Linked DNA regions of Sus scrofa: region 2 is linked to region 1. Evidence: chromatin contacts called from public Hi-C data. All regions are on one chromosome and are shown on one strand. Each heading gives the region's core, a stretch centred on a gene start, on an enhancer-like site or on the middle of the called end of the contact. The rest is flanking DNA. Distances are from core to core; before and after follow the strand shown.

What was found. A called contact is a pair of places that touch in the nucleus more often than the background predicts.
Region 2: a contact with region 1 is called in a Hi-C map of liver, with 5 times the contacts expected there. The contact joins the promoter of POLG here to the promoter of HAPLN3 in region 1. A contact is called at or near these places in 1 of 5 promoter capture datasets (liver) and 2 of 47 Hi-C or Micro-C datasets (heart right ventricle and liver).

Annotation. Positions count from the first base shown.
Region 1 is chr7:54,535,417-54,539,180 of Sscrofa11.1, reverse strand. It overlaps HAPLN3 (hyaluronan and proteoglycan link protein 3), which reads left to right and starts at 1,752. Exons shown (of 6, transcript XM_001925622.7): 1 at 1,752-2,169; 2 at 2,273-2,381. The coding sequence starts at 2,007.
Region 2 is chr7:54,905,238-54,909,001 of Sscrofa11.1, reverse strand. It overlaps POLG (DNA polymerase subunit gamma-1), which reads left to right and starts at 1,835. Exons shown (of 23, transcript XM_001927064.5): 1 at 1,835-2,307; 2 at 3,042-3,764. The coding sequence starts at 3,203. It overlaps TRNAR-UCG (a tRNA gene), which reads right to left and starts at 1,909; the gene lies at 1,837-1,909.

The DNA of each region.
Region 1 (3,764 bases), core at 503-3,002:
GATGGAAGGTCCCCCCCCCCATCTGTTACCAGGGCTTCTTGGCTGGGAAGGGACAGAAGAAAAGGCCCTGGCCGTGGAGGTCTCTGAAGAAGCTGAGCACGTGGGGTCCCCACTGCTGCGAACCCCTGGGCCCACGTCTTCCTGTTTCAGAGCTCTGCCCCCTGGAGCCGCATGGGTTGGGTTTGGAGTCACTCCTTCGGGGTGGTTGCTGGCCTCAGGTCTCCTTTCCTGCCACCATCCTGCTCTGGCCTCTTCTGGGGACTGGCAGACAGTGGAAGAAGCATCTTTCACCATGCCCCAGCCCTTTCGACCCCCGCATCTCTGCTCTGGGGTGGTTCTGCTTCCCCCAGAATTAATTGTGGTTCAAGCCTTGTTAGAACCCAGGAATCCCACCTGCAGAGGGGGAAACAGAGCTTCACTCCCATGTGTCAACTTGTCCCTCTTTGAGGCATTGAATTTTCTGCAGGCCAGACTCATTGGCTGGCTGGCAGGGTGGTCTGGTGAGCAGTGGTCACAAGTCCCCCACCTGGCCCAGGAGACCCAAGGTGACCCCAGAATTGCCTAAGCCACCTCTCAGTCCCTTCTTCCACTCCTCTTTGCAGCCTTGGATGTGTTGGCCTTCTGAAAGTCCCCCTCCTGGGACCCTGGACTGGGGGCCCCTCATTTCTGACCCCTTCTGCCCTAGGCTGTTGCTGAGCAGGCACCTCCACTTCACCAGCATTCACCATCACCTCTGCAGATTGAGGTTTTTATTCCTGACAGCAGTCCTGAGAGCCAGCTCTGAGATTCCACCTACTGGCCAGTCCTGCCACTGGCTGGGATGTTGAGCTTGCTTCGTTGTAGCAAAACTGACCTTCTCAGCTGTCCATTCCTCTCCCTACCCCTGTGGCTGTCCCTACCCCTGTGGGCCCTTGACCCACCGCTCCCGGGAGTCGAGTCTCCTTTCCGTTCCTGGTTTTAATAGAGTGGAGGGGTTAGGAGCACAAGGCCTCAAGTCAAGAGGACCTGGGTTCAAATCCTGGCTCTTGAGTGCCCTTGGGCAATTTCCTTAAACCTCCCTGGGCCTCAGTTTCCCTGTTTGTAAAGTGGGAGGAATAGGACCTACTCCATGGTCTTGGAACTGATGGAGAGAATGTATGCAAACACCTATGCAAAGCCTGGTGGCAGAGAAGCTTGTGAGTTTCCTCCTTGGAACTCATGTCCTGTTTTTTTTCTCTTGCCAGTCCTCTTGCGTCCAGTGCTCAGACGGGTCTCTCTTCCTTGTGGAGGAACCTTCATTGGTTCCCTTTTGTTCATCATGCTGCCATTCACTTTGGTGCAATTTAATCTCATCCACCGCAGCTCTTCATGCTGTGATTTACTCCTGGCTGCGTGTGTGCAACACCCCCCACACACACACACACCCCCACACGGGCTGTCAAAATTGTGTTTAGAAAGAGGCTCTGGGTTCAGTGACCACTTGGCCAGCTCCCAGCCGAGGCTGAAGGACCTCCTGAGGCTTTGCTGCTGCGGAAATGATAGGGCTGTCCAGGCCAAGCCTCCCCGTCGATCTGGAGGGGAAAAAAATCACCCCGTCCAAACAGAGGCATCCTGGGAAGTGGCTGCCTGATGGCCTTGCTGACAGGTCAGGCGTCTAAGGCAGGGTTCCGCCCCTGTTAGAGGGCCAATCAGAAGGCCCATCGCTCCTGCGGGGCCTCTGGCAGCACCATCCCTTATCCCTTGGATCCCCTTCCCCCAGGGCTGCTCATTCAAGCCCCGCCTACCAGAGGCCGCGTGCCTGTACCTGACCGTGAGTGAGGAGGTTGGCGGGCCATTTCCGGTGGCCAAATTCCGGGGCAGGAGGACTGTCAGCGACCCCTTGCCTTCTATGGGGGACAAGGCAGGCATATAGCATGCTCAGCCCTCCCTCTCCTGCAGGTGGGGGGCAGTCGGAGCCTGCCTGCCGAGGGTGGAGAGGGGCTCCTCCTGCTTAGTCCCATGGCTTTTGGCAAAGCCAGAACGTTCTAATGAGACCCTCCCTCTACAGAGGCTCCTCTTCCATCCCCCCGCACCTCCTTCCCCCAGATGGGACAGCCGCTCAAGGCCCGGACCCTCCTCCCTTCACCGCACGGCCGGCAGTTCCGAGGGTTGGGGGTGGTCCCCGGCCGAGCCTGGAGACAGCCCGCGTCGGTAGGCACCTCCTCCCTTGGGCTGGGCCCAGAGGGCAGGAAAAAGGGGCGTGTGTTTCTTTAAGGAGTTGGCTCTTTAAAGAAGCGCGGGGGTTTGTTCGCAGCCCCTTCCCTTCAGGCCGTTCAAGACCCTCAAATCTGTCCGCTTCCTCGGACCTGGTCAGCTTGCAGCCAGGAGCACTCGAGACGTCAAGAGCCAGACGCCTGGGGACGGTACGTGGCTCGGGTGGCCTGGCTCCTGGGACCCCTTTGGGCCAGTTCCGCCCTTTCTGCTTTGGGTCTCCCGCAGGCCCATTGCGTCCCAGGGCAGGGGCTGGGGACGCAGGCAGGAGGAGTGCGCTGGGCACCGCGGAGCCGGGGCCGAGCTGGTCGCAGGCTGGGGTGCCAGGCTGGGAGCCTTGCGGGGCGCGAGCTGACTTGCGTTAGACCCTGTGCACAGACCTTTGTGGGAGAGGAGACAAATCCCAAGGGAAACCCGTGGCCTCGGAGACCACTGCCCGGTCCAGCCCCTTTCCCTCTGGGAGCCACCAGGTCCCTTCCGATCTCATCCAGTCTCGGGCCTGCAGCCTCCACCACAGCGATCCGGGCTCTGCCCCCAGGCATGTGTCGGATCCTCTGGGGCCCCAGGAACCCTGGGAGGGCTGGGGACACCTCCTAAGGCAGAGCGGGCAAGCGAAGTGCGCCTTTCGGCATCGCCGGTCTGCTCTGGCTGTTCCAGGGCAAACGCAGCAGGTGCTGTCGGTTTCGGGCTTGGATTCGCCGGGGTCTCTATCTCAGGCACAGCAGAGGGGCCGGGAGGGTGGCGAGTGGGGAGCCCTGGGTGGGAGATGCGTTGCTCAGGGAGGAATTCAGGGCTCGTAAGCAGCCTGGAAGGAAACGGCGCAGAGCACTTGGACCCAGCTCTGTCATCGACTCCCTGGGTGGACCCGACCTGTGACCCAGCCTGGTGTCCAGCACTGACCTCCAGAGTGCCTTCACCCTCTGCGGCAGGGGAGGGGACTGAGTGGCACCCTGGCCCCACTCCCGGGGCTCTGCACGGGCCAGTTGCTGGCAAAGCTGGTAGGAAACACCTCCAGCTTCCACTCCGCGGGAGCCACAGTTTTCAAAGGCGCTTGTAAGCCTTGCCCAAACTGGGGGCATCCAAGTCAAATTTCTCTGGGGGAGCCAGGCCGTTGGAGACCTGGCGGGCAATGCTGCCCCCTGCTGGTGTCTGGGAGACGTGTCCTCGGTGTAGGCAGGCAGCCTGGCGGGGCTCACTTTTCCTTTCAAGTCAGGGTTCAGTTATTCCGCTATGCGGAGGGGTCCTGAGGCAAGGGGTGCTGGGAAAAGGGAAGGCTGGTCCTTCAGGAGACCCGAATTTCTCTAACCTGTTCACCAAAAATAGAATCCTGCAAAGTTTGACGCACCGCCCGCCCCCTCCTGCCTCAGTTTCCCCAACAGCCGCTACTTTCTCTTCTAGTCCAGGAGAGAGAAGGAACTGCTGAAATCATAGGAGATCTCACTTTGCAAACTGCTAATGGCAGTAATCACAGCTAATATATATTTTTATTTTTTATTTTTCTTTTTTCCCTTCCAGACATTGTTCTAAATGCTTTG
Region 2 (3,764 bases), core at 586-3,085, 370 kb before region 1:
CAGGCTAGGGGTCTAATTGGAGGAGCTGTTGCTGCCAGCCTATGCCACAGCCACAGCAACACCAGATCTGAGCTGCGTCTGCAACCTACACCACAGCTCATGGATTGTATTCGCAACCTCGTGGTTCCTAGTAAGATTCGTTTCCACCACACCACGATGCAAACTCCTGAGAACAATGTTTTTAAATGCATACAAAGGAAATCAAAGATAATGAAACATTAGAAAGAACACAAAGGTGATGTAATTTTTGGTTAACTCATTTTAAAAGGAGGCCTAGGAGCAGCCTAACACACTTCTGTTTTGCAGTACAGATGAGCGTGAACAATCTGCAGCAACTGTAATGTTTTATGGGAATATCTGTGTTTGCACTCAGGGGCAAAGTCTCGGGTACTGCTAACCCTACTGCGGCTGCTCACCTAACCTCATAATTGAAGGAAATGCTAAATCGCAGAAAAAGATTAGAGGAAATAATGAAAATGTTTTCCCCACTTAGGGACTCCCTGAGTTAAGCCTTGTCTTGGCATTTTGTAAAAAATATCAGTGGTAACATGGTTAAGCGACAAGAAAAACCCAGATTATAAAATGCTGAATTTTCAGTTGAGTGTAATTTTTGCCAAGAGAAAGAACCAAATAAAAGTACTTTTCTGTGTATATTAAATATATCTTGGAGTTCCCGTAGTGGCGCAGTGGAAACGAATCCGACTAGGAACCATGAGGTTGCGGGTTTGGTCCCTGATGTCGTTCAGCGGGTTAAGGATCTGGCGTTGCCTGTGAGCTGTGGTGTAGGTGGCAGATGCGGCTGGGATTCCGCGTTGCTGTGGCTGTGGTGTAGGCCGGCAGCTGTAGTTCCGATTAGATCCCTAGCCTGGGAACTTCCATCCATTTGCTGCAGGTGTGGCCCTAAAAAGCAAAAAAAAAAAAAAAAAAAAAAAAAAAAATGTATGAATTGCAACGTGTAAACAATATTTCATACTTAAAAATAAAGGGAGGGAGTTCCCTGGTGGTCTACGGAAGGATCTAGAGTAATGCTACTGTGAGGCCTTCACAGACCTTTTCCTGGGGTTTTCTCTGCCTTTCTGGGTGGGTTGTGTCCGCAGGACAGGTGGGGAGTGTGTTTTCCTGGGTATCTCCAAACCGCACCGCTGAAAAATACTGAAGGCCGTTGTCAGATCCTGGTGTCCTGGCACAGGCACGGGCTGGAAGGTGGGGACTGACTTTCGGTGAGGCCTCAGTGTTGACCCTCATCAGCTGTGTGTCCTCAGGTCTGTCTCAGATCGCTCTTAGCCTCACTTTCCAAATCTTCGTAGCTGTGTCTCCAGGATCCAGGTTCTCCCTTTCACATGGGGCTTAATCTGAGTAGTACTTGACAGTTTATCAGCGGGATGCGCGGACAGGAGACCGCAAAGACTGGAGGGCAGCTCCCCGCGCTGGGGCGAGGGCTTAATATCCGGTTGCAGATTCCGGTTCGGTGAAAGGTAGCGTTTGTACCGTCAGAATTGCCCCAGACGGGGAGAGGAAGGGTCTGCCTCAGGTGCCAATTTCCACCATTCCGACACATCTAATGATTTGAAACCAGTGCCTCGGCTTAGGATGCCCGCCAGCTTTACCTTCGTGGAGGTACACGCACGGCAGATGACTGTTAGAACCGTACTGCGGCTTCCCCACGCAGAGGAGCAATTTCGCACCGACGTACGGGGCGTGGTGGATGGGGACCCGTACTTCCCCAGATCTGGGTGTTTCCAGACGTCAGTGAACTGTAGTAATTGGTAACAGCGTCTCGTGCGGTCCTGGCTAAATACCTAGGAAGGTGCAAATCAAAAAGGGTAGCTGAGCTTCCGACCGCGGCAGGACTCGAACCTGCAATCTTCTGATCCGAAGTCAGACGCCTTATCCATTAGGCCACGCGGCCGCCCGCTTGCTGTTACTCTTTGGACAGCCTAAACTATATTTTTACCGCCTACTGTCTTGCCTGGGACCAACCCACCTGCTTCTTGAGCGGGGGAGGTTGGACCTTGATTCCCAGAGTTCCGTAGGGAGAGCCCACCCGGAAGTCCTATTCCCCCCCCACGGGCGGACCGGTCCATTTGTGACTCTCCTATTGGTCGCACTGGGAGTCTCCCGCCTGCCTCTCGGGGTAGCCGCGGGACCGAGCGGGACGCAGACGGGAAGTTGCGGCTGCCAGCGAGGCGGACTGGTCGGGTGGAAGCCACAGGCCACGCCGAGGCTGCAAAGGCCGCGCGAGGGGAGACGCCGCGTCTCTGGCCTGGGGTCGGCAGCCGCCGACTGAGAAGCTCCGGGTGGACTGAGGTTTCCGGAGGGTCGGCGCTGAGGGGAGGTCGGGTCGCTGAGCGGTGGCGAAGGGAGCGCGGCCTTGAGCTGGGCGGAGGCTCGTCCCAGGGCGCACCGCGGCGCTGCCGCCGGGCTCAGGCGGGCTGGCGGCCGGGAGCGCCGGGGGCCTCTGCCGACGCCACCTGCCGGGCTCCTTCGGCCCGCTGGGCCCCGGCCCGGGCGTGGGTGGGGACCCCGCGGGACGGCGGCCTCCCCGGACGGGTTCGAATCCGCGCGCTGGCTCCTAGAGGCGCTAGGGCCTCGGGCTGCGGCGGTCACGGTAATGGCAGCCACCGTTAGCCGAGCATTTGCCCAGGGCTGGGCTGCCCGACCTGGTCGCCCTGTGTCACCCGAAAAGCTGTCTGTATGGCTGGTAGAACTCATAACCCCATTTCAAAGAGTCGGGAACCGGGGCCTAAGAAGCTTGCCCAAGGTCATAGGTCTCCTAGGAGCCGGAGCCGGGATTCAAACCTGTTCAGAGTCTGCGCTCTTAGCCACTAACCTTCATCTTCCCCAGTGAACCCATGTGAGCCCCAGTTTTCCTCTGGAGGGATACTGATCCTTCTCAAGGTTGTCTGATGATTAACTGAGAAAATGTACCCAAAGGCGCCTGGCACACTGCCTGAGACGCAGCAAGTGCTTAAGAGCGATGGTTGTTAATGTAGCACGTGTTGGGCATTTCATAAGTTAACACTGTCGTCTGTCTCCTTTAGGATTTGTTGGGTGGAAGGCAGGCATGATCAGGACCGTTTCACTGACAGGAAAAGAGAGACGGGACGTGTCTCCCTCCACGTCTTCCCGCCAGTAAAAGCTGCCAAGCTGGAGCCCAAAGCCAGGTGTCCTGACTCCCAGCGGGGGGCTCCCTGCACCAACCATGAGCCGCCTGCTCTGGAGGAAGGTGGCCGGCGCCAGCGTCGGGCCAGGGCCGGTTCCAGCTCCAGGGCGTTGGGGCTTCAGCTCCGCCCCCGTCCCCGTCCCCAGCGACGGGCAGCCGCCGCCGCAGCCGCCGCAGGTGCCCTCCTCGGAGGACGGGCAGCTGCGGCACAACCCACTGCACATCCAGATGCTCTCGAGAGGGCTCCACGAGCAAATCTTCGGGCGCGGCGGGGAGATGCCCGGCGAGGCCGCGGTGCGCCGCAGCGTCGAGCACCTGCAGAAGCACGGGCTCTGGGGGCAGCCGGCCTCGCCCTTGCCGGACGTGGAGCTGCGCCTGCCGCCCCTCTACGGGGGCAACCTGGACCAGCACTTCCGCCTCCTGGCCCAGAAGCAGAGCCTGCCCTACCTGGAGGCGGCCAACTCCCTCTTGCAGGCCCAGCTGCCCCCCCGGCCCTCGAGCTGGGCCTGGGCGGAGGGGTGGACCCGGTACGGCCCCGCGGGGGAGGCCGAACCCGTGGCCATCCCCGAGGAGCGGGCCCTGGTGTTCGACGTGGAGGTCT